Regions from separate parts of the Mus musculus genome. Here region 2 is linked to region 1. The links are chromatin contacts, called in public Hi-C maps. All regions are on one chromosome and are shown on one strand. Each heading gives the region's core, a stretch centred on a gene start, on an enhancer-like site or on the middle of the called end of the contact. The rest is flanking DNA. Distances are from core to core; before and after follow the strand shown.

What was found. Hi-C and Micro-C count contacts between places; a contact is called where the count stands out from the background.
Region 2: a Hi-C map of B cells shows a contact between it and region 1, with 6 read pairs. The contact joins the promoter of Flot1 here to the promoter of Atf6b in region 1. A contact is called at or near these places in 1 of 39 promoter capture datasets (hippocampal neurons), 1 of 484 Hi-C or Micro-C datasets (B cells) and 1 of 115 datasets of contacts at active chromatin or transcription factors (double positive thymocytes).

What each region holds. Positions count from the first base shown.
Region 1 is chr17:34,645,194-34,649,218 of GRCm38.p6, reverse strand. Atf6b (activating transcription factor 6 beta) reads right to left here and starts at 2,073. Exons shown (of 18, transcript NM_017406.4): 1 at 1,903-2,073; 2 at 1,480-1,559; 3 at 922-1,000; 4 at 551-642; 5 at 1-101. The coding sequence starts at 2,005. Fkbpl (FK506 binding protein-like) reads right to left here. Exons shown (of 2, transcript NM_019873.3): 2 at 2,402-3,974. The coding sequence starts at 3,959. The coding sequence ends at 2,916.
Region 2 is chr17:35,821,170-35,825,194 of GRCm38.p6, reverse strand. Flot1 (flotillin 1) reads right to left here and starts at 1,838. Exons shown (of 13, transcript NM_008027.2): 1 at 1,694-1,838; 2 at 1,332-1,388; 3 at 993-1,068; 4 at 826-916; 5 at 486-629; 6 at 243-362. The coding sequence starts at 1,374. Ier3 (immediate early response 3) reads right to left here and starts at 3,482. Exons shown (of 2, transcript NM_133662.2): 1 at 3,267-3,482; 2 at 2,284-3,157. The coding sequence starts at 3,476. The coding sequence ends at 2,885.

The DNA.
Region 1 (4,025 bases), core at 824-3,323:
TGGACCGTTTCAAAGGGGGATGCTGGATCATCCCCCAGCAGGCAGAGTGGGGGTGCCAGGGACTCCATCTTCACATGCAGCACCTCGCCTACACCAGGGACCTGTGAGAGGCAGGGTGGTGCAGGGAGGTGGAAGGAATGAGGGAAAGAAACCAAGAAGAGTAAGAACGAAGACCCCAGAGCTTCCAGCCCTCCAAACAAATGTGCCCTGCGCTAAGTGGTCCTGACACGCCGCCTAGCCTGCCCAGGCTCTTTGTTCGATTATCTTCTCATGATCACAAATATCGAATTACAGTGGGAGGCCTGGGCAAGAACAGTTTGCAAAGTCTCAGCCGTTCATCAACTGTTTTCCCAAGCCCTTCACCTGCCGTCTCTCTGCATGTTCAAAAGGCCCCTGTCTTCCCTTCTATACAACCAGACCAGAAGGGCAGAAAGCGAGGGGACGGTGACTAAAAAGAGACTGCCACCCGCCTCATGACTCACAGCACACAAACAGTACCTCAGCACCTATGAGAGGAGCCACAGAGAACCAGAGGGGAGATGGCTCTCACCTGGCTGGGGGGCTCTGTGGAAAGATGTGAGGACTCTGAGCTGAGGGAGGAGGACGAGCAGGGAGAGGATGGCTCGGACTTCACCTGAAGATCTGGGGGGGAGAAAAGTTCCGAGGTAAGCAGGGAGGCTGGGGACGAGGCTCGGGGCTGAGACCATGTCTTGCCTGTGCCAAACCAACACTGCAGAAATGAGTAACGGAGGAGCAGAGCCTAGCATTGCCTGTAGCGTGGTGCTGAGGTGGGGCAGGAGAGTAAGGGCAGACAACACCCCAGGGATCACAGGGAGGAGCACACAGGGATGTTAGTTTCTGGGAAGCAGTGGGAAGAGAAGGGCATTTGGAAAGATGAGGGGAATCCTAAGGGCGCCTTACCTGGGAAGATGGGTAGAGGGTCCCAAGGGGGCTCAGGGGGGCTGACATCCATCCCCACATCCAGAGAGCTGCTGTCAAACTAAGCAGTGGGACATATTAGCGGGCAGGAAGGTGAGAAAGTACGACAGCAAAACAGGAGCGACACAGCTTGCAAATTAAGACGCCCACTGTGTCAAGGCTCCATAGTTTACAGAAAAAAATGTTTCTCTTTTGCTTTCGTTGTATTTTACTAACAACCACTAACCACCTATTCTCGCCCCTGTAGACACACAGCTGTCAGTCTTTTATCTGTACCCCATAAGAAGGATCCCAAAAGGCCAGAAGGGGCTGCTCTCTAAAATCCTGACTTAGTTGGCTAGTCCCGGGTGCGCCTCTAAAATAAAACTTGAGCCAATTAGACCAATGGACTTTTGAAACTGGTCTTTCTCCTCGAAATTTTCGAGTTTAACATGAGCAGGGGTGACACCCTGATGAGCTCTGTGGCTTGGCAATGACTCCAAGTTTGGGGTCGCCCTCCCACCACCAAGGGTCATAAGAGAAACTCTGAGGTAGCAATACCGGGACATCCTGCTCCACGCAACGGAACAACTGTGCCTGCTCCTCGGCCACTTCATCCAGGCCACTGTACAAGGTGCTGTCTGCATGGAGGCCCGCGTGTCAGGAGGGTGGCACGCCAGCCCCGGCTCCATCCCTCATTGGCTCGGCCGGGCCAGACCCACCGCCCGCCCACTCGCTCAGCCTTACACCCTAAGGCGTCCAGCCCCTCTCCCCTGACCCCGGGCAGCCCCGTGCTCCCACGGGAGACCAAGGTCTTCCCTCCTCCCGCATCCCGGGGAAGCGCGAGTCCCGCTGCGCTCTCCCTCGGAGGATGGGCTCGGCGTCCGCCCAGCCTTCCTCGTTCACCCTCTGCTGCCTTCCCGCGTGCCTCGGGCCCATGGCGAGCCTCAGCCCGCTCCTCCCCCGGGGCCCCACTCCGCGCACCCCAGTCCTCCGGACTCAGCAGGTTGTCGGTGAAGAAGCGCGTCGGGTCGGCGATCTCACTGAGGAGCATCAGCTCCGCCATCTTCCCCCCACCCCCCACCATGAGCCGGCTCCCCGGCCCGCCTCCTCCCGGCCGCGGCAAATCCATGAGCTCGCTGAGGAAAACCGGCGTCCCGGAAGTCCTGATGACCAGTCAGAGGCTTAGTTGGTGAACACGTGACACGAAGGAGCAATGACTGTGCATGCCGGGCCAATGGCACGGGTCAGCCGCTTTACCGATCCAGGCGAGACTGTGCGTGCGCCGTACAGGCCCCAGAAACTAGCATTGTGGGAAATGTAGTTCCTAGCACTTAGGGTTCCGGCATCTGGGCTAGAGTGTTCATGCTTGAGCAGTTGTCCGCAAACATCTGCACCCATGTGGTGCCCATAAACTCATGAAGGCACACGCATAATGAATGAATTATTAATGAATAAACGAATGAGCAAAGTTCCAGCATTTAGGATAAGAGATGGCTCAGCAGTTTAATATTGCTTATTGCGACTAGGCGGTAGTGGTGCACGCCTTTAATCCCAGCACTCAGGAGGCAGAGGCAGGCGGATCTCAGCCTGGTCTACAAAGTGTGCTCCAGGACGGCCAGGGTTGTTACACAGAGAAGCCCTGTCTCAAACCCTCCCACCCAAAAGGAAAGTGCTTGTTGCTCTTATAAGGGTCTGGATTACATTCTCAGCACCCACACCTGGCGACACGCAACCACTTGTAACTCCACCTCCCTGGGATGCAACTCCCTGACATCCGGAAGTTCTGGCGTTTGCCACAGCCAGTCCCAAATAGACAACCTCTCCTATCCTCGGAGGTGGATACGCTTCCCGGGACTCCCTCCACCAAGTGGCTCACTGACACCGTCGCTAACTCCCTGTAGGTCAGAACGAGATACGAGTTCAAACAACTTCCTTCGGGGCCCTTGAAAATTCCACAACACAGACCACAGTTCGCGGGTTCCTGTCTCCTTTAATCAGCTAAACATCTTGCGCAGTCCCCGAGCCAGCCCTGCATCCTGTTTCCTTCCCTGAATGACCACCTTCCCCAGCTCCTCTTTCGCTGCACGGTTTTTGGGATCTACTGCTAGCACTTTCTTGAAATCAGCAGTGGCTTTTTCCAAGTCCCCGAGGGCAGCCCGAGCAACCCCCCTTCGGTATAAGGCCTTTAAATGGCCCGGCTCCCGCTCCAGCACTCGGTCACAGCTCTGGGCTGCCAACTGGGGGTGTCCTAGCAGCAACTGGCAGGCAGCCAGATTGGCATAAAGGGTAGTTCGTTCGGGAGGGCCGGGTGGGGGCAACGTCAGCAGCAGTCGGAGAGCCCGTCCATAGCATCGGGCAGCCCCTTGAGGGTTCCCAGCTCGAAACAGTTCTGTACCCCTTCTGTGTTCTTCTTTGGCCAGAGCCTCCTTCTCCATAGCCTCCATCTCCCAGGAGTCCCGGCCATTGGTGAAGGAATCCAGTCTGAGTTTAGCAAGAGGTGCAGAGGATCCAGGAAGGTGAATCTTTGCCTCCTCACCTTGACGCATAGACTCCAGGCATTTTTCCATGAGTTCCCCCCACATTTTTTCCCTCCATTGTCCTATGCCTATGGTTAGTTCTGTCCAGCCCTCTGGCATCCCAGATCCAAAAGGAAATCCCAAAGCCAACACTTGGCATTTGGAGCCTAGCTTGGGTTTGTCTAAGCCATGGCCAGGGACTATGATCTTCTTTACAAAACTCCCATCAGGACAGTACCAAAGATCAGAAGCTTGGAGGTGCTCTGCCATCTCATTGGTTGAGACTTGAAATTGATCAGAGTCACCTTCAAATCCAGCCACGGGATGTTCAATCTCTTGAGTCTCTACAATTTGATTGGCTGGATCCGGTCTCACTCCCACCTTCAGGGCTTCAGGGAGAAGACCTGGGGACCGCTGCCTAAACGGAATGGCTGTATTTAAGATTTGCTGGGCGTTCTCTTCCCGCTGCTGCGGCTGAGCGGTGTTCTTCTCGTTCATTGGGCTGATAGGTGAGGTCTCCATTGGATCTCCTGATCCCTTCCACAACAGATAAAGGAAAGAACAGTTTAGTCTGGAAAGTGATGGGTC
Region 2 (4,025 bases), core at 589-3,088, 1.2 Mb before region 1:
CTGCCTCTGCCTCCTGAGTGCTGGGATTAAAGGCCTGCACCACCACATCAGGCTGTTTTGTTTTGAGACAGGATCTCATCTCATAGCCAGGGCTAGTCCGGAACTCATTATGTAGCCCAGGCTGGAATGGAATTCATATGTAGCCCAGATGACCTCCTGCTTTAGGCCCCCACCCCGCCCCCACCCCAGTGTTGGGATTATAGGTGCCAGCTATCAAGTCTGCCTCGACCGACTATTTTTACCTGGTCATCATGAATATCCTTCAAAGTGTAGCTAACCACGCTGATACCCATGTTGACCAGGTCGGAGGAGGCCACTTTGAAAACCTGCTCTGAGAATTTCTGTCTATCCTTATAGATCTCCTACAGAGAAAGAACAGTAGGAAGAGGGCAGTCAGATTCATCACCTGTCACAGGTGAGCTGGTCTGTCATGGTCTTCTCATCCTGACATGCCACCCAGGTTTTCTCCTGTCCCCTGGCCCTACCTCCACAGTCATGTGGGCCATGATTGCCCTCTGGTGGCCTTCCAGTGTCTCCAGGGCAATGTGGGCAATCTCCGCCTCTGTCTTCCCCAGGAACATCTGGCAGGCAGCTGCCAGCATCTCCTTGTTCTGGCCCTGGATTTTCACCTGCGGCCGTAGTAGAGATAGAAAGGGTATGATGGTGGAAGCAAGGAGAGGAGGAGCAAGAGCTAGGGGTCTTGGGGGCGGCGGCTGAAGGTGAGACCAGCGGAAAGACAGAGTTGAGAAGTCCACGGCCAGAGGTGCTTAATGGCCAGGAGAAAGGTGGGGGTGGGCTTTGGGAGGAAGGCTCTGAGAGCCTCACCTGGGCAATGCCCGTGACTGAGATGGGGACCCCGTGGCGGGTATAAACCTTTTCACTCTTGACATTGAGGGTCAGTGTGTTGAGAGAGATCCTAGGGGAAAAGGAGCAGACAGTAAGAGAGAGAGAGAGGAAAATGGGTTCCCTTCCTGGGTTCTGTTGCTACCTACCTCTGGATTTGCTGAATGCAGGGTAGGACAAACACTCGGCCTCCGGCCACCATGACTGGGGGGCTCCTGCAGAACCCTGTATTGTGGGGGCATAATGTGACCGTGGCAAAGCTGAAGACCATTGGGGTAAAAGGTGGAACGCCCATGAGGAGAATCTGGATGCTGGGGTGGGGGTGGGGGTGGGGAGAATTCTATGCTTTGGAGGCTGGGAATCACAGGTGGTTTGTGGCCGTCGCAGGCAGAACGTAAGGGCTGGGAAGCTGGTGCGGACAGGAGGGGGCATAGGTCAGGTTTAAGGGAGGGCGTGGGGTGGGTGTCACTGGCTGGGAGGAGACTTACCGGAGACCACCATGGCCTCATTTGGGCCACAAGTGAAAAACATGGTTGAAGCTGCAGCTGGAGAGGAATAGAGAGGAAGCCTTTGCAAAGGGGAAGGGGCCCTGTGGCACCTCCTTACCCTCCTATCAGGAGCACCAACTGCCTCTGCCACCGCCCAGTCCCTTGAGCGCCCCTGTGACAGTCCTAAGACACCCCCCCCCCGGACTTCTTCCTCTGTGCCAGTTGATTCTCACAGTCTTCCTCTCACCGCGCCCCCTAGCCCCTCTACCACACAAAGCTCTCCCGCGCCCAGGGGTCTGCAGCAGTTCCGCAGCCTCCAGGCTCTTCAGTAGCCCAAGGCTCCGCCTCCCATCCCCACTCACCTTCCGGAACGTCCCCGTAAGCAACCCCACCGGGGTCTTGAGAAGCGCGGAGGCCCGCAGAACCCCAGAACGGGGTGGGGACTGCTCGGACACCCGGCTTAGTGGAAGCTGCACTTGCGCCCCCCACCCGGCCGCACCCTGTTGCAGCAACAGACGCGACCCCGCCCCCTCCCAACCCCTCGGTCCGCCCCTTTCCCGGCAGGCTCCGCTCGGGTCCGCAGCACTACAGTTCTCGGCAGCCCAGGGGGATGCCAGACATTCTCCCCCCCACCAACAACCAACCCCCCCCCCCCCCCGCTCGAAGCATTGGCGTGGAAGCTCCGCCCCCAACCGAGGCCACGCCCTTCCACTCTGGTTCCTGAATACCCGCCGCCTGCCATGAGTAAGCAGGTTGCCACACCACTCTCTAACTGGGAAAACCGCACACCCAGCAATGTATGACTGCATCCGGTGACCGGATATAGGTCTGTAACTCCAAGAAAGAGTTCAGGACCCAAGAAAGGGTGAGGACTGGGCACCTAGTCACATCCTCCCGCCACTCCCCCCTCCCCCCCGCTTGAATGATACACTTCGAGAACTGCAGATAATAATGACAGGCAAATCAAGTTTATTCGTGTTCACAGAACATACATACTAGGCGACCCCAGACAGCCGCCCTCTGACAATCCATGGACCCAAGACTCCTGCAGCTGCCCCTGAGAAGCAACCAGAAGACATCAAAGGCCGGATTCCCAAGGGTCTTCCAAAGCCTTACAACAGACTACAGAGTTGAAGTGCTGGAAGACGGAGTGTTACCCCTAATCTTATTACACCCCCCCCAGACTAATCCCCAAGCTGGGAGTCCTACCACCCGGGTCCTCCCTCCCACAACTCTGTCTTACCGACCCTATAAATCGTAATAAATATCTGTGTTACAGCAGGGAGGCATATCTCGCACCCCTGCATAAGTTAGAATAAATATTACATACACCCCTCCTTCACCTAGGAGGATATACATAAATACATAAATATTAATTAGACACGGAGAAAGTCTCTGTCCGTCCCCAGTGGGCCTAGCCAGGACCCGCGGTGTCTCTTGGCGGTAGTGTTCTGAGTTAGCGTTGCCTTAGAAATCCCAGTTTGGGATACGTTCTCTCGCACCAGGTACCCATCCATGGTGCCTTTGTTTCTTCGGACTGTGACCCATCGCGTTTAGAAGGCCGCCGGATGTTGCTGGAGAAAAGCTTTAAGATCCAGCGCATAGTCCGAGGACTCCGAGGTCAGGTTCAAAGGCTCGAGGACCGGGGGCGCAGTAATGGGCGCAGAAATGGGCTCAGGTGTCACGGCGCTGGTAGCATCCTCCGGAGCCAGGGGCTGCGACACACCCTCTTCAGCCATCAAAATCTGGCAGAAGATGATGGCGAACAGGAGAAAGAGGACCCTCTTGGCAATGTTGGGTTCCTCGGTTGGTAGCTGGCGCCGGACCTGAGCAGATAAAAGAGGGAAACGTCAGATCGAAGGTCCCTGCGCCTAGTTGTTACCTACAAGTTCCAGGGCGACGCGACCTCCTGATGCCCACTCGGGCGATACTCACCACTCGAGGGTAGAGCACCCTTCGGCTGCGTTTTCGGTGCCCGCGAGAAGTGTTCAAACGCGCGGTGGACACCACGGCCCGCTCCGGGAGAGGGTCGAAGGTGAAAATTTCGGGACCAGAGCCCCGCCGGAGTTCCGGGCCGGTGGAGGGAGCTGGAGAAGGGGCCCTCAGGCCAGTCATGGTGTGGAGATGGTTGCGCGAGTGGCACATAATTTAGACGTTGTGCAGAGAGTGTAGAGGAGTGCAAATCCCCCGCAAAGCAGAGCTACTTATAGAGCCAAAGAAGGGGCCGGGCCGGGGGGAACTCCGCCCTTCGCAGCTGGGGAGCAGTTGGCTGCAAGGGGCTGGAAATTCCAAGGAGGAAGCAAAATGTAGGCGGAGCCTTGATTGGTTATTCTCTAGGTGCCCCAGTGCACGTTCTTTCCTGGGAGTAGTGAATGCTTGTGGGTAAAAACATTGGGAGTAAGCTCACGTCCGGACATGAGGTAGCTAGAGAGGGGCTCTCAGACACGTAGCAGATGGTCCAGCCACCCTCCTTAGTGAAGTCCAGCAAGATCAAGGGACCACAGAAAACACATTCACGTACTTACTTGGAGGTATGCGCAGGAAACAGGAGGGAAGTCATTGCACAAACTTCCAAGAAGATAAAGAACACACTAGAACCCACAGACCGGGCTCTGCCTGCCTCCGTTCACGTGAAAACCATACACACATCACAGAGATTTCAACAGAGCACACGGACACAAAACTGCAATGGTT